3 separate regions of the Mus musculus genome follow, and regions 2 and 3 are each linked to region 1. A link is a contact called in public HiCAR-type and promoter capture Hi-C data. All regions are on one chromosome and are shown on one strand. Each heading gives the region's core, a stretch centred on a gene start, on an enhancer-like site or on the middle of the called end of the contact. The rest is flanking DNA. Distances are from core to core; before and after follow the strand shown.

Region 1 (4,391 bases), core at 1,652-4,151:
AAACTCACCTGCTGGACAGTGCTGTCCACTGTGAACGCTTTGTACACTGCCAGTGCCTGGCTTTTACTCCCTTTGCTCCAGATAACCATGTTCCCAGCCACATAGAGCTCTTCATCGTAGTCAGCTGCATCTCCAATCTCACTCACACCTTTTCTTAACTGCCAGCTTTCCTTAAAAATTAACACACAGGACATGCTCAGCACTTCTTCTTTTTCAGTAGTTTGAAGCAAGATTTGCCTGTAAATTAAGACTCAACCCAAGACTAACTCCTACAAGGATTGCAATACATAGGTGAGCACAATGAGTGAATTAGCAAAGTGGGCACATTACATCACGGGACTCTTGAGATAAGTTAAGAGAGGTAGGAGAGATGGCTCTGTGGTTAAGAGCACTGGCTGCTCTTCTAAAGACTGGGGTTTGATTCTCAGCACCTACACAACTGTCTATAACTTCAGTTCCAAGAGATCTGAGCCCTCTTCTGGCCCACATGGCCACTACACACACATGGTGCACAGACATACAAGCAGGCAGGTTTTTTAAAAACTGACTCAAAAATTCTCTATAAGAAGTACTTTATTTTATACTTCTATGTTCCTAGTATTGCTCTGCCAATAACGCAGGCACACAAAAAGTATCTCTTACATATAGAGTATAAGATAAAACCCATGCTTGAAGGGAAACTAAAAGTAGGTATTAAATGTATGTAGAAGGCATAAAATAGACAGGTGCACATAGGACTCAATGGGGGGACTTCCTTGCTTCACAGCTGCAAATATATTATTTATCTTCTTCCCCTTGTCCCACACATAAGATGAATAGAAGCTAAAAAGTTTCTGATTTCTATCTATCTATGTACATTCCAAGAGATTTAATTTCAAAGGCAAATACAAAGACTAGGTAAAGCAGAAGAGAGGGGCAGCTTAAACCTCCACGGTCAGTCTGGGCTACTGACTAAGGTCCACCTCAAAATAGAAAGTACTACTATGCTAACACCCTTATGTGACATCAACCCTCTTCTAGAAACATGTGTTGCAGGTACCACTTCTAACCTCTGGCATTTAGTCACCAAAGAGTATAAAACCTGATTACCCACATCTGAAGTGAGGATAAAGTTTAAAATGAGCCATGATTAAAGTACTCAACTCTCATTACAAGTTACACAGCATGCCTATGTAGGCAGCACCATATTTCAGCACTGACTGAAATGACCAAACATTAGCTTTTAACCAAGTGCCAACATACACTTATTTCTCACATGCATATAGGCAGCTTTATATTAGCACGGTATTCATTCTAAATTTCAAAAGTATGATGAGAATCTTAATAAAACCTTCTGTTTCTCATGGATTGTAACCTCCTGAAGAGATCCCACCAAGCCAGCTGCACCATCAGAAGACCATAACTCAGAGGCTGGCTGCAGCTGACGAAGCTGAAGGTTCAGAGCGTTAGGGTGGTGCTTGCAGTGGTCTCGGCCAAAAGGAACAAATTCCTGCAAATCCCCGGCTGCAATCATCGTTGCCCTTTCTTCAGAGAAGTTCGACATGGGTTCCAAATATGAACATTATTTCTGTGTGAATCCAAACGCATTCTTGTCAGCCTTCTAGTCAAAACTAAGTTATTACTACAGAGACCCGAGTGGAGCTAGGTCAGAAACATGGGGATCCACCTCACAGACATTTCGACACACGGCATGTAAAGATAACTAACATTCAAACATTCTGTGGCATAGTATGTGCCTTTTTGTCTCTGAGGAAACCTCTACAACAGCATTTGTTAGCAGCACTATAACCCTCAGTGTTTGAAATGGCACTTAAGAATAACAACTGCTAACTAAATTTGACTTGAAGCTCTCATCTAAAGTCTTGTTGGCATCATTTTTTTTAACAATCTGAAAGCCTCTAGTTTATACGAAGCCCTCTATAGCTACAAAATCTTCCTTGCTGTGACTTAAACGTCATTCCTGAAATGATTACGCCAAAAAACAGGCCCAAGTTTCTTTTTCACCTCCTAGAAATAAAATCAATATTGAGAACAGAACTTGAAAAACACATATGCCTTATGAAAAGTAGGGGCTTATCAAAATGTGGCTGGCCTTTCCAAATTCTATTCAACAAAGCAGTCAACATTAAAGAACTTGCAACTTTACCCGACGTTTCCTCATGCAAACATGCAATGTCATTCCCTTTTAGCTTAAAACGAACCTACAGGATAACTTTTTATAGCATCATTTTCTCAGTTAGATGCCTTTTAACCCAAAGACATCATACTTAATACTTTTACAGTTCTCCAAAAGTTGTTAAACGTGTTATTCGTTACAGGCCACATAAAAGCATTGAGTTGACATGCTAGAAATAAAACTGTCATTACTGGTTACTAGGAACATATGCAAACAGCGGGACCCTGAGCTGGGTCTCTACAAAAACAGGCTTTCCGTGCTTTTGAGTGAACCGCGCCACGGCGTAGCGGCCGGAGCATCGGCTCATGGCGCGTCGGGCCAACCCGGAAAGCCCAGTCTGATACTGGGGTTCCTCTCACCCCAGCAGGAGCTCAAGGCCAGCCCCGGGGCGCTCAGCCCTTGGGGCACCCGGTGCAGCGAAATTCCAACACCAAGTCGCAGCGATGCGCGACCCGGCCCGGCCCGACCCGGCCCGGCCCGCACCTGAATAACTCGGGACGCGTCAGGCGCTTGCGAGCCCCGGCTGCTCCCCGGAGGCACAAGGGCCGCGAAGGCCCGAGAGCAGCGACAGGACCGTCACGATGACTCCTCACCGCCCCAGTTTCTCATCCCTTTTCCCTCCCGGATGCCGGAGGAAGAATGGGCGGCAGCGGGACACCAAAGACTTGCGAACAACTCAAATGGCTGGAGCCATCTTGGATTTCCCGACCTGCCTCGCGCCAGGGCAGAGCCAGGCTGGGGACGCGCGGCAGCGGAGAGGACCTAGCGCCTGCGCAGTTGAAAAAGGTGTCTGTGCAAGTGCCTATAGCGAAGGCGGTCACTTAACGACGTTACCTCTTTAACAAACCAAATCTCTAAGATCCTGAACTACCTTCTCAATTGAGCTAAGTTAGGTAATTTTTTTTCCCAGCTGGTTGAGTTTCCTTCTCATCTCAAAAGGGGATGTGTGCCTCCTGGCTGATGAATGGGAGCGGAAGGGAGACCACTCATTTTCTCAGGATTGCATGGAAAATTCTCTACCCGGAAATCACACACCCCCACCCAAGATGGGCTTTAGTCCGTTAACTGTTCGTCATCGCTAAGAAAAAAAAAAAAAAAAAAAAAAAAATGGTGAGGCCTATCATAGCCTAAAGAATAAAGAGTTCCAGTCCATTTCTTTGCTCCAAAATTCAGTTTGTTGGAATTTGATAACTTCACTGTAATTGTCTATTGTGATACACATTTATTTTAGTTCATTCTCATCCCTTTTCTTGGAACGCCATCCTTCAGAGCTTGAAGCTGCACTGCAACAGGAAGGCTTGCTCTTAGAACTTGGTGAGCGGAATGCCTGCTTAGCTGAAATTCGCTTGCCTGGATAATCAAAAACAGTCAAATTAACACATATTCCACATGCTCTGCTCCGACCTCTTGATTCCTCCCCGCAAAACCTCCCTATCCTACAAAGGCCTTTCTATCACACACTAGGCTATCTGGAAGAACAAACAGAAGAAAACCCAACAAGGAGCACACGTAAGTGGCCTGTCAATCTCACTGCTTCCATTCTCTACCCTCTACCTCTTGCCCCATCACACAGTTTGTCTACAACCCCATCAACCCTACCAGGAGTCACTTGGACTAGGATACCCCACTCTCCACTGTGTTCTGAGCAACCAAGCCATTGTCATTCTCCTTGAGTCTATGATATCTTCTGCCACTGCCAGCCTAGGATGAGGGAGATGGGGATTGCCTTCTGAAGAGGCCGTACTTAGAAACCCAAACCGATAGGGAACAAACTGGTCGGTGAATGAAAACAAGGACGTGACCACTCCTAGATATGGTTGAGGAGGTTTTTATTGTAGATATTGAGGAATTGGGAGGAGTTGGGCTACAGCTCTTCTCTGCCGGGTGTCCTTGGTAAAATTACAATTATCGCATCTCTGGTTGTAAGGTATAGAAACAAAATGGCTTTTTGCTGGCTATAGAGAACAAAGAGCTTCTTTCCAGCTGTATTTTTAGAGATCAGGGAAAACAAACTTGGGGGAATGTTTTAGGGGCTTTACCTCCCAGGGAGAAACGCTCTAAGTCGGGGTCTCAGAATATGAGGGAGAGAACAGCCAGAGGTTCCTGGAAGAGTCTGGACTGAACACAAGCAGCAGAATAGACCAGGCCATGAGAGGATTGAGGAGGAAAAGGGGACAAGAGAGAAAGAAAAGAGAGAAGCCCAAGCAAAGCAAAA
Region 2 (4,553 bases), core at 1,164-3,663, 1.1 Mb after region 1:
ATTAAAAAAAAAAAAAAACCCAACAACCCAGCAACAACAAGGAAAAGAAGTAAAGGAGTTTCGGTTAACAACGAGGCTGTTGGAATCCTTATCCAATAAGGCTAGGTGCTGAGGACTCGTATATTGGACTAGAAGAGAAAGGAAAGGACAATCGGTAAACCTTGAGATGGCATAGTAAACAAAAGCATGGCATTGTTCATGGTTCTGCACTGTATTGAGAGTGTGCTAGAGAGTATCTTTGTCCTTGGGAAAAAAACACACACACACACATATATTTGTGTGTGTGTATATATATATGTGTGTGTGTGTGTATATATATATATATGTATACATATATATCTTATAAATATAAAAGGATTTACAACATGTATACATTCATACATACATATTTGTGCACAGAACATGAAAATATAGCAAAACAATGTAATTCTGGCAAAAAAAAAGATGAGACTTTACTATTCTTACACCTTGTGTGTATATGTGACCACTTACATACAGAAAAGCTATAGAAATTCTAGAAACTCTTGTTTATTGTTTTACATTACATTTAATCTGTCTTGTGTGTATTTTAACACTGTTCTAAGTACTTTAACTGTGAGACATCTACGAAGACACAAGGTTGACTGTCTCCTCCAGTGTCAAGAGTCGCAATTAAGGCAAAGACTGTCGTGTCTACTCCTTTTTCCCCAGACTTAAAATAGTGTGTAGCAGAAACTCTAGTTACTGTCCTTCAATATCAGCTAACAAAATACTGGGCACCTTCTAGGCATTGGAGTACAAAGCAGGGTACAAAATACTTTAAAAAACCACGCCTAGGGGCTGGAGATGTAGCTTTGTAAAGTGCCTGTCTAGCATGCACAAAACCCTTGGATTCCTAGCTCTGTACAAACAAATAGGGTGTATAAATTGGGTGTGGTGGTGCCCGCCTTTAATCCCATTACTCGGGAGATGAAGACAAGAGGAAAAGTTCAAGATCATTCTTAACTACACAGCCATTGTGCTCCCTCCCACCACAATGGGCGGCCGGGGTGAAGGGTATCAAAATCCAAGCCCAAAGCAGCTTATATCAGGCACTCAATTAGCCAGCCATCATATTTCACTTGGTCCTTTGCAACCTTGGAAGTGCGGACCACCCGGGTTTGGCAGAGAAGGATACTGAGGATTAAGTGCGGCTGAGATCATTGGGGTCATTAGTGGGCGTGGAGATTAGCGTTCTAACCCTGGTCTCAGCTGTGAATCGATTACACCTAAGCCATTCCCCCAATCAGCATCAAGTGCCGAGTGCGGGCGTAGAGGTACGATGCAGGTCAAGTCCGGAAAGGCGTTTGCGGAGTGCAGGCGCCTCGCGAAGGCCCTCGGTACAAATCGCGGGATTTTGGCGCGCTCTTTTTGTTGGCTGGGTGTTCTCGCCAGTGATTGGTTCCGGGCTGTCGCGGCGGCTGGGTCTACCTCGGCTGCAGAGAGGCGGCGCGGCTCTCCGCTGGCCTCCTGGGGGATGGGCCACCAGGAATCTCCGCTGACCAGAGCGGCGGCGGGAGGTGCAGCTTACATAAAGAGGTTACGTAAAGTGCTCAGCTGGCGTGAACTCGGGGACGGCCACGGGAACCTGGAAGCCGAGGCCTCCCCCGGGAGCGTTGCTGTCATCACAAGAGCAGCGCCGCGACGCGCTACACGCTCAGCCAGGCTCCCCGCCTCGCGCCCTACCCGGCTCTGCAGACAAGCCCGGCTCGGAACGGACCATCCTCCGGCGCGGGCTCCAAGGGGGAACCGGTTCGCCCGGAAGAGGAACAGCGCCGGCCAGGTAAGAGGGAGTGGAGGGAGGAAGGGAGGGCCGAAGCGGGAGCCCCGGCGCCCCACCGTAGTCCCGGGGGCGTCACCGGGGCCTCCGCCTGTCGTCCTCGGAAGCCGATCTTTTAGCCGGTTTCCCTTCGCCCGCTGTCCCCGGGGGTCTGGGTCGTCCCGCCGGGCTCTCCTGGGTTTGATTCACGGGACTGTTTACACCGGGAGAAGCCCGGGTAGGACGTGGGGAGGGGCCGTTGAGAGGGGGCTAAGCCCCAGGAAAGTTTAAGCCGGCCGTCTTCGATGGGGACGATCCCTACGGCTTTATTTATTTTTTCTGCTCCTGACGGATAAGTCGGCGAGAGGGGACGGTTTGCGCTTCGGTTTCCGGTCCTCCCTCGGTACTTCCCGGTGGTTCCGTCTTTCCCGCTTTCCTTTCCCTTCCCCCGTTCAATTCGAGACGGTGGCTCCTTCTTAAAGGGGCCGCGACCGGCGGCGGAGGTGGGACGCCGGACGCTTTAAGTTCCTCATCTACCCTTCTCGGCCCGGTGGGTTTTAACTTCTCCCTCTCGCCCTTAGATCACCATCCAAGGTCCCGCTCCTCCACATCTCGGGGCTAGACGGAGGGATGAGGCAAGGGGGGCCCGGGCGGCGCCGTTGCTGCTCCCCCCGCCCCCCGCAGCCATGGAAACGGGGAAAGAGAACGGAGCCCGCAGAGGGACAAAAAGCCCGGAGCGGAAAAGGCGAAGCCCAGTCCAGCGGGTACTGTGCGAGAAGCTGAGGCCGGCGGCCCAGGCCATGGATCCGGCTGGGGCCGAGGTCCCGGGCGAGGCCTTCCTGGCCCGGCGGCGGCCGGATGGCGGCGGCGGGGATGTTCCTGCACGGCCGCGCTACAGCCTCTTGGCGGAGATCGGGCGCGGCAGCTACGGCGTGGTTTATGAGGCTGTGGCTGGGCGCAGTGGGGCCAGGGTGGCAGTCAAGAAGATCCGCTGCGACGCTCCCGAGAACGTGGAGTTGGCACTAGCAGAATTCTGGGCCCTCACCAGTCTCAAGCGGCGGCACCAGAATATCGTGCAGTTTGAGGAGTGCGTCCTACAGCGCAACGGGTTAGCCCAGCGCATGAGTCACGGCAACAAGAACTCACAGCTTTACCTGCGCCTGGTGGAGACCTCGCTCAAAGGTAGACTACAGCCGGCAGTCCTGCCCTCTCCTGGACCCCCTTGTTCTCAGAACCACTCAGTTCTAATAACTGTCTCTGGCTCGCTAAGGTCCTTGACCCGGCTTTGGGACCTTCTTTCTTGCTAGGAAATCAGTCTGTTCCCCAGCCGTTAGCTGACATTCCCTAACAAGCTCACCAAGTGCTAACCTTGATCTTTTTAAGTACTCACTCAGTAGGTGTGAGCCATAATTACAAGCCTAGCATTTTAAAAGATGGATGAAGAGTAGTCCTGGTGGGATTCAAAGTAGTTGGTAGAACTGCAGAAGCCCCCTCATGCCTCTTTCTCATCAGAACCTAGAGGGGAAAAAAAGTAGCAGACCCACCCATGCCATTCTCCTTTCCTGATTTCTAGTTTCTTCCAATTCTGTTCCCAAACCTTGTCTTCAAGTGTGAGGTTTCCTCCGAGAACCCCAACCCTTCACCCGAGAGCAGACAATCATTCAGTTGGTTCTTGGTTTAGTCCCTGAGGGCACCACAGGTTAATAACTCACGCACCCAGTAATAACCCCCTCAGGTGGGCCAAGAGCTGTCGCATAACAAAACAGGTTGCAGCTTTCCCTGCCCTGTTACAATCTCAGTTGTTTTCATAACCCCTGGGGCTGTCTGAGCAGTGATTGTTGCAGAACCATGGGGCTCCAGGAGGCCAAACACCTTGCCTTCCTGTGTAAACTAGAGAAGAGGCAGTGGGCTGCAAGTGTCTTGAGTTCCTGGGGCAGGGGGTAGGGCGAGGGAAATTGGACAGTCGCAATCCCAGCTATATAATCTGAGCGCTACGATTTGGATAATATCTGTAACAGTAAATTAAGCTTCTGCTCTATAAATAGAGGAACTCAGCCTAGTGGGCACAAACACAGCTCGATTAAGGTTAATCAGCTTGAAAGAGTGGGACTCCGGCCTCCAAATTCCTGTGTCCTTGAAGTATTTGTAAGCCAGCATGGCCCTCACAGATCTTTGCAGATATATTGCTGCCTTCCTTCCCTATCTGAGGTTGAATTTAGCAGACTGGGTGGGATTTAGGGCTAGATTTCCTAAAGTCTTTTTGGAGCACCTGTCAGATTTTATTGTAAGGTCCCAGGAGAACTCCTTGCAGAGTTTTAAAGTCATTTAACAGTGGATTGGATAGTGTGATGGAATTCTCTGGGGGCCTTTCCCATCCTGCTTGTCATCATTTCCAGGAGGGTGGATCCTTGAAGATTTCCTAGGTAGCACCTTCTACTTTGCCTTCAGTCTCATCAGTTACTTTCTTAGTTCTTTTACACACCGATTACTTGAGTACAAATGAATGAAACATGCTTAGCAAATGTTTGGTTGATATTTCAATAACTGCCTTGGGCTGTGTGAATTTGCATTGCCAAACAGTATCTTCTAACCTCAGTTCATTGATGTTGCCAGCTTGAAACTGGAACTTAAGCTAGCAGTCCTTGTTAATTCTTCCAATACACAAATACTTTAAAACTTTCTTCACAGACAGCATTTTAAAAAGAATTTTACAGTAAATAGTGGCAGAGTAGCAAGTGTTTAACTCCCTGGAGTTTGGGACTTACATGCAGTCGTT
Region 3 (4,518 bases), core at 825-3,324, 1.2 Mb before region 1:
CAAGTCCTGGGTGCGCTGCATGAGGATAACGGTTTAGGAGGGGAGGTCCTGTCTGTGCTCAGTTACCGCTTCTGCAAACAGGGCAAATTAAGGTCAGACTTGCAAGAAGCTGGGGAGGCTCCCAGAGCCAAACTGACCCAGTGTCCACTTTACCACCTCTGAATCTGGATGCTGCTGGCTCTCTCCTCCCAACACAGGGTTTGGCCAGGAGGCCTGGCATTGTGGTCAGTGCCCACTCTGCAGGGCCAAATGAAAGCTACTAAAGGGACGGCTAGGGTATGGTGAGAAGGCAGGGACAGAACTGGGTCAGCTAGTGACTGTGACAAGTGTGGCCATCTCCCAGCCTATGTTAGTTGCTGTCCGTCCTGCTACCTCCATAATCTCCTACTGGTAGGGGACAGTAGGGACTTTATCCAGCTCCACTGTCACTGTGGTGCTGGCTTCCATCTTGGGCCAAGCTACACATGGAAATCCAGGGGGCAGCCATAAGCCTAATGAGTTCCATGAGTGCCCAGGAGCCAATGGTGGGCACAGTGGAGGCCACAATGGCCAATAGAACAGCCAAGTGGACTATGGGACTCTGACCTCACACTCTGCTCATCTGGTAGGGGAGTAGTGGTTAAGGACCCAGGAAGAATTCTGGGAATTAGAGCCACCAGAGATGGGTAAAGGGAAGGGGGCTATGCTATCCCCTGCTGATGGACAGTGCCAGCTGTGTGCAGGTCTATGCACACATGGCTGTAGAACTCCCTGTATCTGTGGACACACAGAGTCACGTTGCTGGGCTCTGTGAGGGAGGGGTACAGTCATAGGGTATCTGTGTGTCCAATGTCTGTAGATGCACACAGCTTCACCTATCATCTGAGTGTGGATGTGAGTCTGGGACAGAGAGCTGTTTATGCTTCTGCTGTGCCAGTCCAGAGCTTTCTAGAGACAGGTGTGACAAGAGAGAAAGTACCTTTCAAGGTACCCTGCCCTTGTGCTCAAAGGGCTTTGTTCCATCTGCAGATCCTTCATGGTATTCTGGGAACTGGACCAGAGGACAGGGATAGTAACCTGGACTCTGGGGCAGAATGGCCTGAAATCAGTCTCCAGCCCTCTCTGGGCTGCTTGCCCTCATTGGGAGTGGGGCAGGAAGACATCTTTTGGGAAGAAAGACTGTAAGATGCCAGCCCAATATCTATTTTTTTTTTTAAATAAGACCTTGATTTCCTTATTTGGGGCATTCAACCGGACCTGGATCTGATCCTTTCTCCCCCTAAGCAAGATTACCCTGGACTTGTGTGCGGCATCCAGGTCAGACTTTCTGAGGGTCGGTGCTAAGCTGGAGCACACCTTTTGTTTTTTTTTTAATTTTTTTTTTGTCTCTCTTCTTCCCCTCACCTGGCTACTATTTCTTGAACTTTGTACCGGGTGCCTCTTTGCCTCCCCTCTCTCTCCATCCCCCAACAGCTCCACAGAGGCAGAGATGTTTGTGATTTTATTAGGGGTCTCATAGTGCTTTAAGAAGAAGGGGGGGTCTTCATTCATTCATTGATGGATTACTTGAAAGCTTTGCCCGTTGGCTTGCCCACACACATAAGACATCCTTTTCCATGCTCCTGTGTCTCACTAAGATCTATGAGGCTAGGGTCAGGGTCAGCTACCCCAGCCCCTGCCCCAAGGACCTAACTGAACAGGACCAGCCATGGAGCTAATTTCAAGCTTCTCTTCTGTCCACAGACACCCAGAGCCTCTTCCATCCAAAGGCCACGGGATTCCAGCCTCCCAGGCAGGAATGCTCTGAACAATTACTTTCCCTTATATGGATTAGCGAGAGTAGGGGCCAAGGACCACTGTGAAAATACTCTCTAGTCAAGACCAACATCAGAGCCCCACCTTCCCCAAGTCCAGGCAAGTCCTCAGCCCCTCAGCGCCTACCTTGGTCCTCTGCATCTCTGCTGCTGAAAGGGACCGTCACTAATCTTCCCGCTTTGCAGCCCGAGCAAGCCAGACTGCTTGGTCCGGCTGGCAGCTGCCTCATGTTTGCTTGGACCCAGACGCAATTGTCACTGGAGGTTTCTCTCCCGCCCCCTGCCCACTCCTTCCACCCTCCCTTCCTTCCGAGTCTTAGCTCCACCTCTCTTCCTCTGCCTCTTCCCTCCCCCTCTTATCTCCCCCCTCCTTCGCCTCCATCCTGACAACCTCCAGTTTCTCTTTTTCCTGTGCTCCTAGTCCTGGCCTCTCAGCCTATCTGGCCCCCAACCCCCCTTGCTTAGTTAGGCTCAGGGTCTGTCCCTGGTTCTCATCTCCCTCTAGTACAGGGTCTGTTCCTACCCTTCCCAGTCACAGGGATAGAAGGGAGGGTACTCCACCACCAGTCCCTGCGCAGGACAGAGAGGAGCCCTTGGGATTACGTCACTAAGGTAACACCTGGGGTCCTAACACCTCTTGTTGCTCTCCCCTATCTGTTAGTCACCTCTGTGCGACCCCTCATAGGCCTTGCTGTATGAAAACCTTCCAAGCTGGAGCGAGCACTTCACACTTTCCCAGTTTCACTGTCCTTTGACTTGAGGTTGGGACCAAATTCAGGCATTCAGAGCAACCACGGGACCTCCCCTAGATCTCCTGGCGTGGGACCTGGGGATGGAGAAGGGATCGAGGGTCCTGACCGTCCTCGGGAAGGCTCCTTCCTGCCCTGTGGGAGACAAGCTCTTGGGCATTTTCTAATGCCCAAGGGAATCCACCAGGAGCCAGGTACGGAGACCAGCGCCAAGTTTCCCTTTTTGGCGCCCGGAGGAGCCTGCCAGTGCCAGTAGTTCCCATGGAAACAGAGCCTGAGCCATCCCCTCTTTCCCAGAAAGCCCAGGAGCACTTGCTTGCCCTTCCTACCCTGTCCCACCCCCTTTTTATTGAGTCAGCCAATTAGCGGCAGCTGCTAGACCCTCCCCGGGCAAAACCCTGGGGCTGTTGATCCCGAGGCAGGAAAGCTGTCCCCAGAGGGGAGGGGACAGTTCTGCCATCTGCACAGCAGGACTTCACTCCGGGCAAGAGACTCTCCCACAGAGGGCTCTCTGGGAAAGAGGACGACAAGGGTCCCAGAGGCTCCGGGGTCAGTGCCAATCTTCCAAACTGACTTGGCATTAGGCAAATTCCCATAAGGCCTTGGAGTGGCATAGTGGGCTTAGAAGAAAAGGGTCATTATCCCAGTCTATGTTAATGATGGCAAAACTCAGGAAAGCTGAGTCTTTACCTATCCAACAAAGCAGTATATCCAGACTGTGTTCACTCAGAGCCAGTTCTGGAGGAACTCTCTACCCACCAGTTACATGTCCACGATTCAGGAATCAAGCCCTGTCCTTACTTGTGGCATTTTTTGAGAGGCAGGGTTGTCTGAGCACTCCACTCCAAGTCAGTGCCTCTTTCTAGAGAGCCACAAGTCTCTGCTTGGCTCCCTTGCTGAGATTCCACTCCTCTGATAGGAGCTCCTTGGGAGTAACAGGCTGTGGCAGAGCCAGCCTAGAACAGAACCCTTCCGTCCTGGGCCTACCAGGGAGCCAGCAACCTCCCCAGCCCTATCCAGCAGGCCCTCCTCATAAAACGTATGAATGGGCATCTGTGCCCTGCCAGGAGCCTCAAGTCACCTGACCCCCTTTCCTTGGGTCCTCTCAGACTTTCCCAGGGCCTGGGCATTGCTGGGGTCCTTCCAGGGTCTCTGGGAGATGGAGGAACGAAAAGGGCTGAAGCAGATCTCCTCAAGTGGACCTCAGCCTTGCTTTGCCACATGGGCACAGGCTGACTTCCCCTAAACTCTTGGAATTTGAGAAGATTGGGGGCCTGCTGACCCACAAAAAGGTTTAGGATGCTGAAGGAGGTCCAGTGTGGTTTGAAAACTGTTAGGGTGATGGATCTTGGCTGTGGCTTCCTCGGGTGGGCCGGGGGTGGGGTGGGGTACAGATTGCATGAGGAAGAAGGAGGGATAATTCCATATTTCAGGAGGCTGTTTTCTTCTTTGTATTATAACACTCGAAGACTCAGCTGTGGGCCACTACAGCTGACTGGAGCCCTTTCCTCCTATGCAAGAGAGAAACTCACAAAAACACAACCAAAGACCTTGGAGTCCTCTGAACCCTCCCCAGTTCCTGCTCAAGACCTCTCCCGACCAGACTCAATTATTTCCTCCTCTGGCCTCTCAGACTTAGCTCTGACAAGCCTCTAGTTTCATGTCTTTCCCTCAGGCCGTTTCTGTGTCTGGGCCTTGGAGAGCAGGTAGGGACATCTCTCAGGGCTCGTGCTTCACAGCCCTTCCTTGTGAGAGGGCCACCGCTGTGTGCAGTCAGGTCTAATCTCGCAAGAGCTCCAAAAATGTCTGTTGCCCTAAAAAGCCTTCTTCTGGGAGCTGCAAATCTCAGAAGTGGACACAGCCTGGAACTGCAAATACCCAGAGTTGATTCTGCCGCCTTTCTCAGACCCTTGAAATCTTTTCTGCCACCAGCCACATGGAAACCTGACAGGCAAGGACCCTTCTTGGGAGGGGAA

Evidence for each region. Promoter capture Hi-C pulls out the DNA fragments that hold promoters and counts their contacts. HiCAR-type assays count read pairs that join an accessible place to other places.
Region 2: a contact with region 1 is called in a promoter capture Hi-C map of embryonic stem cells, with 2.2 times the contacts expected there. The contact joins the promoter of Stk35os1 here to the promoter of Anapc1 in region 1.
Region 3: a contact with region 1 is called in a HiCAR-type map of astrocytes, with 2.7 times the contacts expected there. The contact joins the promoter of Kcnip3 here to the promoter of Anapc1 in region 1. A contact is called at or near these places in 1 of 39 promoter capture datasets (hippocampal neurons) and 2 of 115 datasets of contacts at active chromatin or transcription factors (astrocytes and microglia).

What each region holds. Positions count from the first base shown.
Region 1 is chr2:128,684,494-128,688,884 of GRCm38.p6, forward strand. Anapc1 (anaphase promoting complex subunit 1) reads right to left here and starts at 2,902. Exons shown (of 48, transcript NM_008569.2): 1 at 2,660-2,902; 2 at 1,331-1,567; 3 at 9-170. The coding sequence starts at 1,543. It overlaps Gm39931 (a long non-coding RNA gene), which reads right to left. Exons shown (of 5, transcript XR_001783466.2): 5 at 3,324-3,526.
Region 2 is chr2:129,799,046-129,803,598 of GRCm38.p6, forward strand. Stk35os1 (serine/threonine kinase 35, opposite strand 1) reads right to left here and starts at 2,414. Exons shown (of 1, transcript NR_029452.1): 1 at 1-2,414. Stk35 (serine/threonine kinase 35) reads left to right here and starts at 1,472. Exons shown (of 4, transcript NM_183262.3): 1 at 1,472-1,801; 2 at 2,359-2,959. The coding sequence starts at 1,496.
Region 3 is chr2:127,519,318-127,523,835 of GRCm38.p6, forward strand. Kcnip3 (Kv channel interacting protein 3, calsenilin) reads right to left here and starts at 2,075. Exons shown (of 9, transcript NM_019789.4): 1 at 1,921-2,075. The coding sequence starts at 1,935. The region is part of intron 2 of Gm35478 (a long non-coding RNA gene); the gene reads left to right.